Linked DNA regions of Sus scrofa: region 1 is linked to region 2. Evidence: chromatin contacts called from public Hi-C data. All regions are on one chromosome and are shown on one strand. The core of a region is the stretch at or near the end of the contact, and the rest is flanking DNA. Distances in the headings are between cores, read along the strand shown.

What was found. Hi-C and Micro-C count contacts between places; a contact is called where the count stands out from the background.
Region 1: a contact with region 2 is called in a Hi-C map of epiblast stem cells, with 1.8 times the contacts expected there. The contact joins two enhancer-like sites. A contact is called at or near these places in 2 of 47 Hi-C or Micro-C datasets (epiblast stem cells and heart right ventricle) and 1 of 2 datasets of contacts at active chromatin or transcription factors (skeletal muscle).

The regions. Positions count from the first base shown.
Region 1 is chr2:145,339,821-145,342,658 of Sscrofa11.1, reverse strand. No RefSeq gene overlaps it. Among named protein-coding and RNA genes, the nearest start is that of YIPF5, 330 kb to the left of the region's middle. Within about 2 kb of position 1,423, at least 2 of the 83 cell types and tissues checked have an H3K27ac peak or open chromatin away from gene starts, as enhancers often do.
Region 2 is chr2:144,618,031-144,621,243 of Sscrofa11.1, reverse strand. All of the region lies in intron 17 of ARHGAP26 (rho GTPase-activating protein 26), which reads right to left. Among named protein-coding and RNA genes, the nearest start is that of NR3C1, 310 kb to the left of the region's middle. Within about 2 kb of position 1,668, at least 27 of the 83 cell types and tissues checked have an H3K27ac peak or open chromatin away from gene starts, as enhancers often do.

The DNA.
Region 1 (2,838 bases), core at 174-2,673, 720 kb before region 2:
TATCATAGGTTTTATGTATATAACCCTATCTGTAGCCTTGTGTAGGGGAGACCAAAGGACCTGGGTTGTGTGACTAATCATAGCTAATTACACTACTATTTGCTAAATTTTTAAACACAAGGGAAGTCTTTTTAAATATAATTAGAGAAGAATTGAAAGTTGTCCCTGTGATGAGCTCCTTCTTGCATCTGTGTATTCCAGTGTCTTGAGCAGGGAAAAGTGCGTAGAATGTGAAAGGTTGCACTTGGAGTGACCCTCGGCCCAGAGACTGAACTCTCTCTGCACGTAATTCTGTGTGAGCTCCCACTGCGGATGATTCATTGACAGGTGTGGTGATTGGGATTATTGCCATAGGTCGGTGTGATTTCGGTAGGCTTACTGCCATTTCCTTTTTGGCCCATCACTATATATTTTAGAAAAGAATGAGGCCAGGAGAGAGGAGGAAGATACAGTGTATTTTTGTCTTCTGTGCGTGGCAGCGAAAATGATGCCGTCTATGAAGTTTCAGTTAATAATAAAACAGGAGCTACAAAGAGCAAATCAGAATCAGTGAATCTGAAATAATGTTACTCATAGTAACACATAAAAATGTGTCAGTACCATGTGCCAAATAATATATATATATGTATGTGTGTATGATTTATTTTTAATAAATAAATATACATATATACTTATTTTTCCTTACATAATGCTATTTGGAAATAACAAACAGATACTTTTATGACTCTCACCCTTATAAAATACTTTTATTTGCTTTCTCCCACAGAAATTCATATGCTATTTAACTTTTCGCCAGTAAGAGAAATATAGATGTGCTCATATGAGTGACAAGGTCTTCTTTCATATGAGTTTCCGAGTTAAAAAAACAAGGTTGGAAATGGCTGATGTACAGAGGCCCCAACAATTTCCATTTCCAATTTAGTCAAAACTTATCGACTGCGTCCACTGCACCAGGCACTGTGCTGGGTGCCAAAGACACAGAAATGATTTAAACATAGTTCCTTTCCTCAAGAAGCATCCATGCTGTGATAAAGGAAGTAAGTGCGTGCCTCAGACCAAAATGCAAGACTGGGAGGGCACCACAGAGGGAGTGATTTATTTTTGCCTGGAGAGAAATAAAACCTTCATATAAGGGGTGCCCTTTGAAAGGGCCTTGAAAGAAAAGAAGAAGGTCAAAAAGTGCGCTTTTTAAACAAAGACATGGCATAAAAACTCTAAAAGAAGGTTCAGTTTGTGTTCTTTAAGAAGGTTCAGTTGTATAACTGGAACTGAGCATTCTTCTAGTGGAGGGTGTGGCTGGGGGACCAGATAGGAAGTTGGAAGAGCTAAGATTCATCTGGCCTCACCAACCATGTCATCCCAGGCCAAGCATTCTCCATCTTTGGAGCAAGAGAAAGCAGCAGACCTGTTCAGTGTTCAGAGGCTGTCAGCAACACCTCTTTCAAAGTCTGTGTGTTCAGAGGCTGTCACCAACACCTCTTTCAAAGTCTGTCCAGCACTTGCGTTTCCTTAAAAAAAAAGATAGCAGGGCCTTCCTGCCACTTCCCACCTCAGAGATAGTTTCATGCAAGGTACCTAAGACTTAGTTTCTCAGTATGTGCATGTAGTTAAGTCTTTCTTCTTCTTTTTTTTTAATTTTTAGGGCTGCACCCGTGGCATATGGAAGTTCCCAGACAAGGGGCTGAGTTAGAGCCGCAGCTGAGACTTAGACCACAGCCACAGCAACTGGGGATCTGAGCCATGTCTGTGACCTACACCACAGCTCATGGCAATGCTGGGTCCTGAGCAAGGCCAGTTATTGAACCCACATCCTCATGGATACTAGTAGGGTTCTTAACCCACTGAGCCATGATAGGAACACCCAGTTTGTCCATTTGTTTGCTTTTATGTATAGTTGATTCATAATGTTGTGCCAATTTCTGCTGTACAGCATAGTGACCCAGTCATTCATATATATGTACATATATATATATATTCTTTTTTTCTCATACTATCTTCCATCATGTTCTATCCCAAGAGATTGGATATAGTTCCCTGTGCTGTACAGCAGGACCTCATTGCTTATCCATTCTAAAAACAAAAGTTTACGTCTACTTAAACTCCCAGTCCATCCCATTCCCTCTTCCCATGGCCTTGGCAACCACAAGTCTGTTCTTTATGTCTGTGAGTCTTTTTCTATATATATATTTCTATATATATAAAGCCTTCATCTCTTTATCTGAAAACCCAGGGAACTCATACTTCCATCGAGTGTTTTTATGAGATTGCAAGAGAGAAATACATGTGAAGCCCATGCACATTCTCTGACCCCGAGGAGTGGTAGCATGGTGTACGCTGACTGATGATGATGGTGATGGGGAAGAATGGGCTGGTCTCTGGGCTGCCTTGGGAACACTCCAAACATCCCCCCCACCCCCCCGCGAGGTGGGTAAGAACACCATGATCCAGGCAAGCCTGGCTGTGGCCCAGGGTGACTTCCTGCCCATCTGCGCTTCCCCTGCCACTGTTCCTGTGGCTCAGGTGGCTCAGGCAGCTGCTCCACCTGCTGCCTCTGGTGCCCTGACAGCTGTGGTGAGCCAGGCAATGGTCTATTAAACCAAACCTCAACTGGAAATGATCAGCCTTAAATAATCCCAGCAACAAGTCCCCTCCTCCCGTTCTCTCCCTGCCCTGTCTGCTCCCATCCTTTCATTCACCTGCTCTCATTTTCTCCTCACTCCTCTTGACCCTTCACTGCCCCTTCCTCACCCCCTCACTATTCTTGTCCTGATTCTCCCTTGCATGCTCAGTCCTCCTCCAGGGCTGCTTTTGTCCGCATGGTGTGGTAGGAGTCCCAGA
Region 2 (3,213 bases), core at 419-2,918:
AGATAAACGGATCAGAAACACCTTTAGGCACACTCACTCACCAAGAGAAAAGGAGGGAGGGCTGGAAATCTGGAATGAATGAATGAATGACAGAAAGAAAGGAGGAAGGGAAAGGAATTCGGCTCTGCTAAGGGTTGACAAAGAAGGAGCGAAGTCCTGTGCAGACCCTGAAATCCACGGGGGGGGGGGGGGGGGCAGCCGCCCAGAAAGGAGGAGTGTTCTCGCCTTTGCTCCGCCCTGCATTCGAAAGGGAACTCCAGGGTGACCCCAGGGGTTCAGAAGAGGAAGTCTCAGAGGTGTATCAAAACCCAGGAAGGTCACTGAAAAAATTAACCTAAACAGAAGGGGAACAACTCACAACAAACACGAGACCGAGACCCGTATCAAAGGAACGCTGAGCCTGCGGAGTGTTAACAGCTTGACGCCCAGCAGTTCCCCTTTCAGAATGGGCACTTCTGACGATGTGAAAGACGCAGTTCCTAGAATTCAGGACTTTCGTTGATTTTTTTTAAAAGCAAAAAAAAAAAATTTAGGCTGATGGTGTGTCCCTTCCTTATCCTAACCCTGAACGCTGGCAGGCAGGCCACCGAAGAGAGAGGGTCCTGGTTCAACCAGCTGGGGAAGGTCCGGCAGGTAGGCTGAGGAAGGGCTGAGCTCTGAATTCTTCAGCATTTCCATTAGTTTAAAGTGCTCACTTGCCTGTTCGCTTGAAAATACGGGCTGGTCCTCTTTGCAGTGTCCCTTTAAATAGATTTTCCTCTGGCGCTGCCAAAAATAGCTCGAGGAGGTCCTTTGAGACTCCCATTCTTGTGCTCAAAAAATACACTCTCCTCCCAGCCCCAGACATATACACAGCCTGGGAAGCAGCATGCATCCCTCACTTCTTCCAGGGACCTCCAAACTATCAAAAATCATAAATCGTTCAGGAGAAAAACGGAACTGATCAGAGGAATAATTTTCCCAGGCCGTTCCTCCTTTGTTCGTTATGGGGTCGCCAAGTATCAAGTCTCTCATTTAGGCTCGGCAGGCAGGTAGGCCAAGGGCTGAATGGCCAAATGCCCACCTGCAGCCACGGAGGTAGTGGGCAGCAAAGAACGGGGCCAGGCACAAGAGGGCCGGTTAGGAACGAGGCAGCCCGAGGAAGCTCTGCCCAGGGGGACAGGGTGTGGCCTTTACTCGGTTCCAGCCAACTGTCCGCAAGGAGATCTGATTTTTTTTCTTCCCCAGTAAAACGACCCCTGTTAAAAACATTAGAAAGCTGCCCCAATTTTAAAAACAGCAACGTGTGGGACAGCAATACCAAAGAGGACACACGTGTGGGATGCTCTGGCCAGAGGCCCTGGTTTGCGACGTCTGGGTAAGAAGCAAAGACAAAGGAAGACAGACCCCGGGAGCTCACGACCTCGTCAAACTGAGAGTGTACACGCCCTGGAAACTGTCCCACAAGGTGGAAGGTGACCCGCGTTAAACGAGAGGGAGCGCAAAGGCTACGGGGAGCTGAGGAAAGCGAGAAGGCACTGGAGGCAGAAGGGATTCTTGCAGAGGCAGTGGCGTCTGAGCTGAGGCTCCCGAATGAGAAGGCTTTTGGCAGCAGAAGCTGGGGAGGGACCATTCCAGGCAGGGGAGGAAAAAAAAAAAAGACGGAGCAGGGAAGAGGATGGTTGAGAGCTGGTCACGAGACTCTTCCTGTTTCTCCCCAACAAACGCTCCTGGGTGCTGTGCGCCCCGCCGTGGGGACGCAGCAGGATTGCGAGGGTGACAGGCGTGGCTGCGGGGTCCGAAAGGGCCCAGGGCCAGACCGGGTCTTGGGGGCCACATCCAGAGTTTTATCTTCAGAGCCATGGGCAAGCTGCCTTTGAAGTTTTTTTTTGGCGGGGGAATCACATGTTGAGATGTGCAGCGTTCCAAGTTCCCCGGCTACGAAGCATGCGTTCTGCGGCCTGGACGGGCGCCAGAGCTCCACCAGCGAGAGCAGGCTGGGGGACAGGCCTTCGCCAGCAGTCCCCGAAAGAAAGAAGAGGATGACGGCTTGGACTAGGGGGAGAAAGTGGCCATGGGGAGGCGTGGGTGGACCCCAGAGACAGTGAGGGGTTAGCATCACCAGAACTCAGCAGCCCAGGGGAGGCACCAGGGAGGCAGAAGCCAAGTGGGACTGGCGAATGTGGTCGGTGCGGCTCTGCGGGGCTCAGGCCACACCGCCAGGGGCCCCGCCGCCAAGCAAGGCTGTGCCGGCAGCAGTGGGTGTCTAGCGGTTACTAGAGAGAAGAAAGGTTCAGAAGCCAGGGTGTATGGCCGAGGGAGGGCTGCCAGCGAAGCTCACAGGAGCGTTCCATCTCAGAACGCCTGCATCGCCAAAGCACTGTTTTCTCTCAAATGTGCTTTGTAAAATTCCACAGCTATTTTGTTTGGCCCAGTCCTGATGGCGAGGAGATCACTGGTGCTTCTCCCGTGTTTGATGGCTCTTCAGTAAGCTAATCTTATCTCCCAGATGTGGCATGGAAGAAGGGGGAGCAGCAGAGTGCCTCTAAGATCTATGTGAAGGCCAAGGATCCTCTTTGATCTGGGCCCCTTTTCTCGAGAATGCCCAGGAATGCTGGTTAACACCAGGGCCCCGCCTCCTGGGCGGCCAGGCCTGGGACGCCTTGCTTCCCAGCCACGGGCATCTGTGCATGAACCAGGTCCCCTCTGCTTCTAGACCATTAAGGAGATGCGAATACATCCCTCTTGCCTCGCAGGGCTGCCTGGAGGCACCCAAACTCCCGTCCCAGGAAGAAGACGCCAAGCCACTAGATGCTCAAGCCTCGATAACACGTGCCAATGGAGTCTCCGTGTTTCCATGAGGTCTCGCATGTACACCCAGCATCTGCCCCACACTATTCCTTCCTGACCCCCGAAATCTACCGAGTTCGGGCCTTTCTGGCAAGTCACAACGTGCGACGTCATCCGCATAAACATCGGGCCATTGCAGTAATGAAAAGAACAACAGGGAATCAGCAAGCGATAAGGGGGCTGAAATTGATGCTACCCTCTTCATTTCTCTCGCTCACGCTCCACCTCCCAAACCTTGGAATCTCAGCGTGTGTGTGCCGACACTGCAGGGGTACTCATCTCCCCTCGCAAACTGGCCTTTTTGACCCACGTGTCTGGACTGAGTTTGCACACCATGCCAAGATCATCCGGGAGACGCTTACGATACTCTGTTACACGTCATTT